2 separate regions of the Hordeum vulgare genome follow, and region 1 is linked to region 2. Evidence: chromatin contacts called from public Hi-C data. All regions are on one chromosome and are shown on one strand. The core of a region is the stretch at or near the end of the contact, and the rest is flanking DNA. Distances in the headings are between cores, read along the strand shown. Region 1 has its middle 7.7 kb from the start of LOC123440107. Region 2 holds the start of LOC123444132 (DNA ligase 6).

Region 1 (2,700 bases), core at 50-2,549, 240 kb after region 2:
CGCCGATGGCGAACGCAGGGTTCCCACCGACAGTCTGCAGCACCTGACGGATGATGCCGGAGGGGTTGTGGACGGCGTCGCGCAGGTGGGCGAAGGCGAAGCGGCGTGGACACTGAAGGATGCACGAAGGGGGGGGGGGGACAATGGGGATAGACAGAGGAGGAGGCGGGGCAAGTGGCGTGGCAGCAGGAGAGGGGGCCTCGTCGTGGTGACTGGGGTGAAAGAGTTAGCAGTGCGAATGTCGTGGAGGCGATGACGCAGGGCTTCACCATCCAACGACAGTGGCACCGGAGTGGCAGCGTTGGCCGGCTGCCCACGAAGCAAGCCGACAGCCGCATCAGGAACGCCGAGCAAAGGCGCGGAAGTTCGTCCAGGGGCGTAGACAACGATAGGGACACCCGGGATGATAACAGCCGGAGCATTGCTCGCAGGACTAGGGCGGGTGGAGGTAGCATTGCGGGCCATGTCACTGCACGTGGAGGAGGGATTTAGGGATGGCTTGGAGGGAAGAGGCGGGAAGTAATGGAGGTGTCTAACAGAGCGGCAGTGAGGACTGCGGTGCCCCGAACGCCAGCAACGAGCGCACCGGACGGGGTCGCCGCAGAACTCGACTATGTGATCGGAGGCGAGGCAGCGGAAGCAGCGAGGCTTGTGTTGGCGGTCAAGGCGCGAGTGGAAGGGTTGGTAGTGAGGGCTGGCAGTAGGAGAGGAGGGGTAGTTTATAGGCTCCACAGTAGCGAGAGTGGTTGGTGAGGGCTGGTAGTGAGGGCTGGCTGAGGGTGGGGAAGATAGCAGAGCGTCTTTGTAGGAGGGGGTAGCGCATTGTTCAGCCACTTCGTTTGGCGAGTGTACGCGCGTGATGGGCGTGGCATGAGAGGGGATGGCAGAGAGCTGAGCAGCTGCAGGGGTAGGAGAGGTCAAGTTCGAGCACGGGGTGGTGTGATCATAAGATTCTTGGGGCAGCATGTTGTTTTGGTGCTGAAAAAGAGGGAGGAGAGTGTTATTCGTACCTGCTGATTGGAGTGATGAGGATGAGCATGCAGGGTGTCTCAGCTGGGGATGAGCATGCAACAGCGTCAGGGTTGGAGTTTGCTGTATAGGCGGCATGGATGACATGCGCGCAGTGGGGTACGTTGCAGGGGTGGGGATGAGAGTGGACTTGATGGGCTGCCTTGGCTGAAAAGGAGATGTCAGCGGGGTGCAACTGCGGGCGCGGCGATGCAGAGTGCACGCATGCGTAGGGTGAATCTGGTCAGGGGCATGGGAGCGTGGGTTTGAGGGCCGGGTAGGTGAGATTTCGTCCTCGGTCGCCGTCATTTGTCCGGACCTGGTTGCGTCTCCGAAATGAGTAGAGGGATAGGAGAGGGATGGTGTGGTCAAAGGCAGCAGGTTAGAAGCATTTTTTTGGTGGCTGATGGGTGCGGGCCTAGTACAGAGGGCGGTGTAACAATAGTGGCCGAGCAGTCGATGGGAAGGGAGGCTGTACTTATGAACTAGAGATGATCATGAGCCACTTGCGGGCAGTCAAATAGGTGTAGGGAGAGGCATTTGATATCGAGCACATTAGAAAGCAACACTTCAGCGCGTACTACAAGGGAGCTAACGGTCATCTTGAACAAGTTGTCAGAAAGTCTATTTGCTTGAAAATCATTAAGACGGGAGAAAAAATGGTTTAGCAAGTTTAAAACCAGCGTCAATGAGGGTTTAACTAGGTTAGGCTGAAAACAAATCCAAATAGAGCAGGTGGAGAGATTGTTATTGAGTGGAGCAGCGACGTCCGAGTGGTAATTACTCTTAATACGGTTGTAGAATCTTAAACCAGGGCGGAAGTGCCTAACCTTGATGTGGTCGTAGGAGTGATATCATGTTGTTGCCGTCGCCGGATACCGATGAACCACCTGTTGGCACTGACCCTGTACGACACGTACGTCTCTCGTAGACGATTACTTTCCGTCGAGAGCACACAAGCAGTCGTCGAGCCAGCCGAGTGCTTTCCGACCGTAGCGTATGTAGACGTACAAAGCTAACCTGCTAAGCAGGCAGGCAGGCAGGCACCTGGATGGATTCTCACGTAGCAGATGTGAGCTAGCTTGCACAACCTCAAGGCTGATCGAACCAGCACCGGTTCAAGCAACGGAACACGCACACGAAAACACTGAAGACGCCGAGATGATTGCCAGAGGCTCGTATCGAGCCTTTGATTGTATTGCTTTGATCTTGGTGGTTCGATCAGCCTTGAGGTTGTGCAAGCTAGCTCACATCTGCTACGTGAGAATCCATCCAGGTGCCTGCCTGCCTGCCTGCTTAGCAGGTTAGCTTTGTACGTCTACATACGCTACGGTCGGAAAGCACTCGGCTGGCTCGACGACTGCTTGTGTGCTCTCGACGGAAAGTAATCGTCTACGAGAGACGTACGTGTCGTACAGGGTCAGTGCCAACAATTGGTATCAGAGCTTGGTTTATTGACGTGATCTTCGGAAAGCAATCGAAGGATCATGTCAAACCCGGGCAAGGAGATCGTTGTGGCGGGAGCTAGAGCACCGATGCCGATGGTTGGGGGGTCGCAATTCCCCCGGCTGGATCGAGAGGACTACGCACTATGGGTGATGAACATGGAGGTCGCGATGGAGGGAGCGGAATTCTGGGAAGCTGTCGATCCCGGCGGCGCCGAGTACGCGAAGGGCGCGGCAAAGTACCGGA
Region 2 (2,700 bases), core at 1-2,500:
GGAACTCGTGTTTGTTTGCTGTCTCATCCACCAGTCCCACAAAATGTTTCTGTAAAGCAATTGCCTCCTTACCATCAAGCTTCCCACCATCTACTCCCACGGTGGGAATTACCCGTTTTGGGTGCAAGAACTTCACATAGTCCCGCAGCTCATCATAGCTCGAGTGCTCACTATAAGGTACAAGATGTATTTTGAGCGAATCCTTCACTCTAACTGCGAACCCTTCCTTCTTGGTCTCGTACATCCATCCGGTTGGTACAAACCCAACTGCCTTGGTGTACCCTCTCTCCAACATGATCTCCTTCATTTTCACAAAATTCGGCCGAAAATAGGGCCATGTCTCCCCCAAAATATTCCACCCTATGACATGCACATCTGTTGCTGCAGGGTCTTCAGTAAAAACTCCCTTCTCCCCACCAAACCCCAATTCTGTCAAAATCTCCATCTTCCTACTATCCACATGGATCGTGCACCCACAGCGCCTTGCAACCTCCAGCAAAATCCTCTCCTTGCCCACAACATAAGTAGCGATCAAATACAAGACGCGCTCTCCAGCCACCCCACTCTCCTCCTTCACCTGCTTTATCGTGTTCACAACATACTCTAGTGACTCCTCTTGAGAAGGAAATGTAAATTTGGGGTTACAGTATGTGGTGTCCAGGAATAGCGCATCAGCACCGACGAATTCCAGCAGATTAGGGTTGCTTCTCATGGAGTGCGTGTACCGGAAGTCGCCGGTGTGCACATACCTCTCCGGGTTTGTTCCAGGGGAGGTGAAGAGGAATTGGACGGCCCCAGGGCAGTGGTTGGCATCGACGGCGACAACGCCCCAGCCATCAACGGTGATGCGGACGTCAATGTCAATGGAGACGATGAGCTCCTGCGGCACAGACAGCACGGAGGCAAGGAGGCGGGCGGTGGGGGCGGTGCAGAAGACGAGGCCGCGGCGCCAGGAGGGCCCGAGGCCGGCGTAGTGGTCGGAGTGGAAGTGGGAGAGGAAGTAGGCGACGGAGAAGTCGCCGGCGTGGCGGAAGGCGTCGACGAGGAAGTGAGAGTTAGGGATGAGCGCGGTGGGGGGGACGGAGGCCGGGACGGGCGGGGTGGCGGCGGAGGCGGAGAGGGGATGGGTATGGGCGGGGGAGAGCGACGCGAGCGAGGAGAGGAAGAGTGCGGAGGTGGTGACGGAGAGCGATTTTGAGGCGGGGGAGCAGAGGAGGGACGCCATTCGTTTTGGTGGAGGGTTTAGGGTTTGGGCGGCGTGGCGGCGGCGGCGGCGGCGGCGGCGGCGAGGAAACGCATGGTGCGGTGGTGGCGGGGGTGGAGGACGGTGGCTGCTGGCCTGCTGGGTCCGTGAAGAGGTTCGGCTCGGCGCCGCGGCGGTTTTCCAACAAGTGTTTTTTTTTCCTCTGGGAAAGAAATTTGTAAAATTTGGTTATATGGGCCTCCAGCCCCTTGTTCAACAAGGTGAAAAAGACGACCAGGTCAAGCCCATGTTCTCGTCCTGTCTAGAAAAAAAATGTTATGTCTCGCTTGTCAATATTGCCATTCTCTCCATCTCGGATCTGGCCGCAGCTAAGGTACCCTTTGTTGTGTAACTAGTGACTGGGGCGCCACCCGGTGGCGCCGGAAGCTTTGCGTACGTTTTTATTTAAAAAAAATACATAGTCCTCGCCTATGTCTAAAAAAATATCTTAGAAACAAAATCCTCATCTTCAACTAAAAAACAGCTTACCCAGTGAACGCCACTTTGCATAATCCTTCATTTAAAAAATACTAAAGGTCCTCACTTTCATCGAAAAAAATACATTTAAAAAATAATCCTCACCTTCATCTGAAAATATTTCTAAAAGATTCTAACCACGGTCAACCGGCTTGCGCCATGTGATATAGCTGGTTGGGCACACTTCACGCGACGTTTAATGGGTTAATACGAATGTGAAGGAGTATTCCCTCTATAAAGTAATATAAGATCTTTTAGATAACTAATTAATGATCTAAAAGATCTTATATTACTTTACAGAGGGAATACTAAATTAGGACTTGATAATACGAAAACAGAACATGAAATGGTAACTTGAGAGTTCAGAAGCATGAGAGAATGAAAGAGTAGTATTGGGGAAGCGTCAAAGAAAAAAGGCACATCTTTCAACCATCATGCCACTACAGTCTTAGTTCTTGTTTTCACAACATAGTCGTATAAAAGAAAAGGAATACATAAAGATCATTCCGAGAATTTGATCCAACATATGACGCATCGTGTAAATCCAGCCATCTGAATGTCTTCTATATAATTTGAAGTGTCTTGAAGCTTTTCTCTGCTACTCTACTTCTTCGCTGCAAGGGTGTATGAAAATCACTAATCGTCGGTGCTGACAAATTAATTGACAAATAGTCACAAAATCAGTAACCATGTAAACGTACAAAGGAACAATGTTGATCAAACCAGAAGCAACTCACAATTTATACATGGTCCGATAAATTAAACATCGGGTCATAATGCATTTGCTTTGTGCAATTCCATTCAGGGTCATACCATAATTAAGTGTGCAACACGCACACACAATAAAAAAGATTGTCTAAAGAGCGAAATAGACGTATTTTGTGTTTCAGTTGGAAAATAAAACACATGTCACACGCCTCTTAATTATATTGTGTTTCCTCATTTCTATATGTTACATTGGGATATTATCTGCAAATGCA

Evidence for each region. A called contact is a pair of places that touch in the nucleus more often than the background predicts.
Region 1: a contact with region 2 is called in a Hi-C map of seedling, with 1.9 times the contacts expected there. The contact joins the enhancer-like site here to the promoter of LOC123444132 in region 2. A contact is called at or near these places in 1 of 6 Hi-C or Micro-C datasets (seedling) and 1 of 1 datasets of contacts at active chromatin or transcription factors (embryo).

The regions. Positions count from the first base shown.
Region 1 is chr3H:437,670,027-437,672,726 of MorexV3_pseudomolecules_assembly, forward strand. No RefSeq gene overlaps it. Among protein-coding and RNA genes, the nearest start is that of LOC123440107, 7.7 kb to the right of the region's middle. Within about 2 kb of position 1,300, at least 3 of the 3 cell types and tissues checked have open chromatin away from gene starts, as enhancers often do. A contact at or near this core is called in seedling, where this site is marked.
Region 2 is chr3H:437,427,629-437,430,328 of MorexV3_pseudomolecules_assembly, forward strand. It overlaps LOC123444132 (DNA ligase 6), which reads right to left and starts at 1,251. Exons shown (of 20, transcript XM_045120750.1): 1 at 1-1,251. The coding sequence starts at 1,225.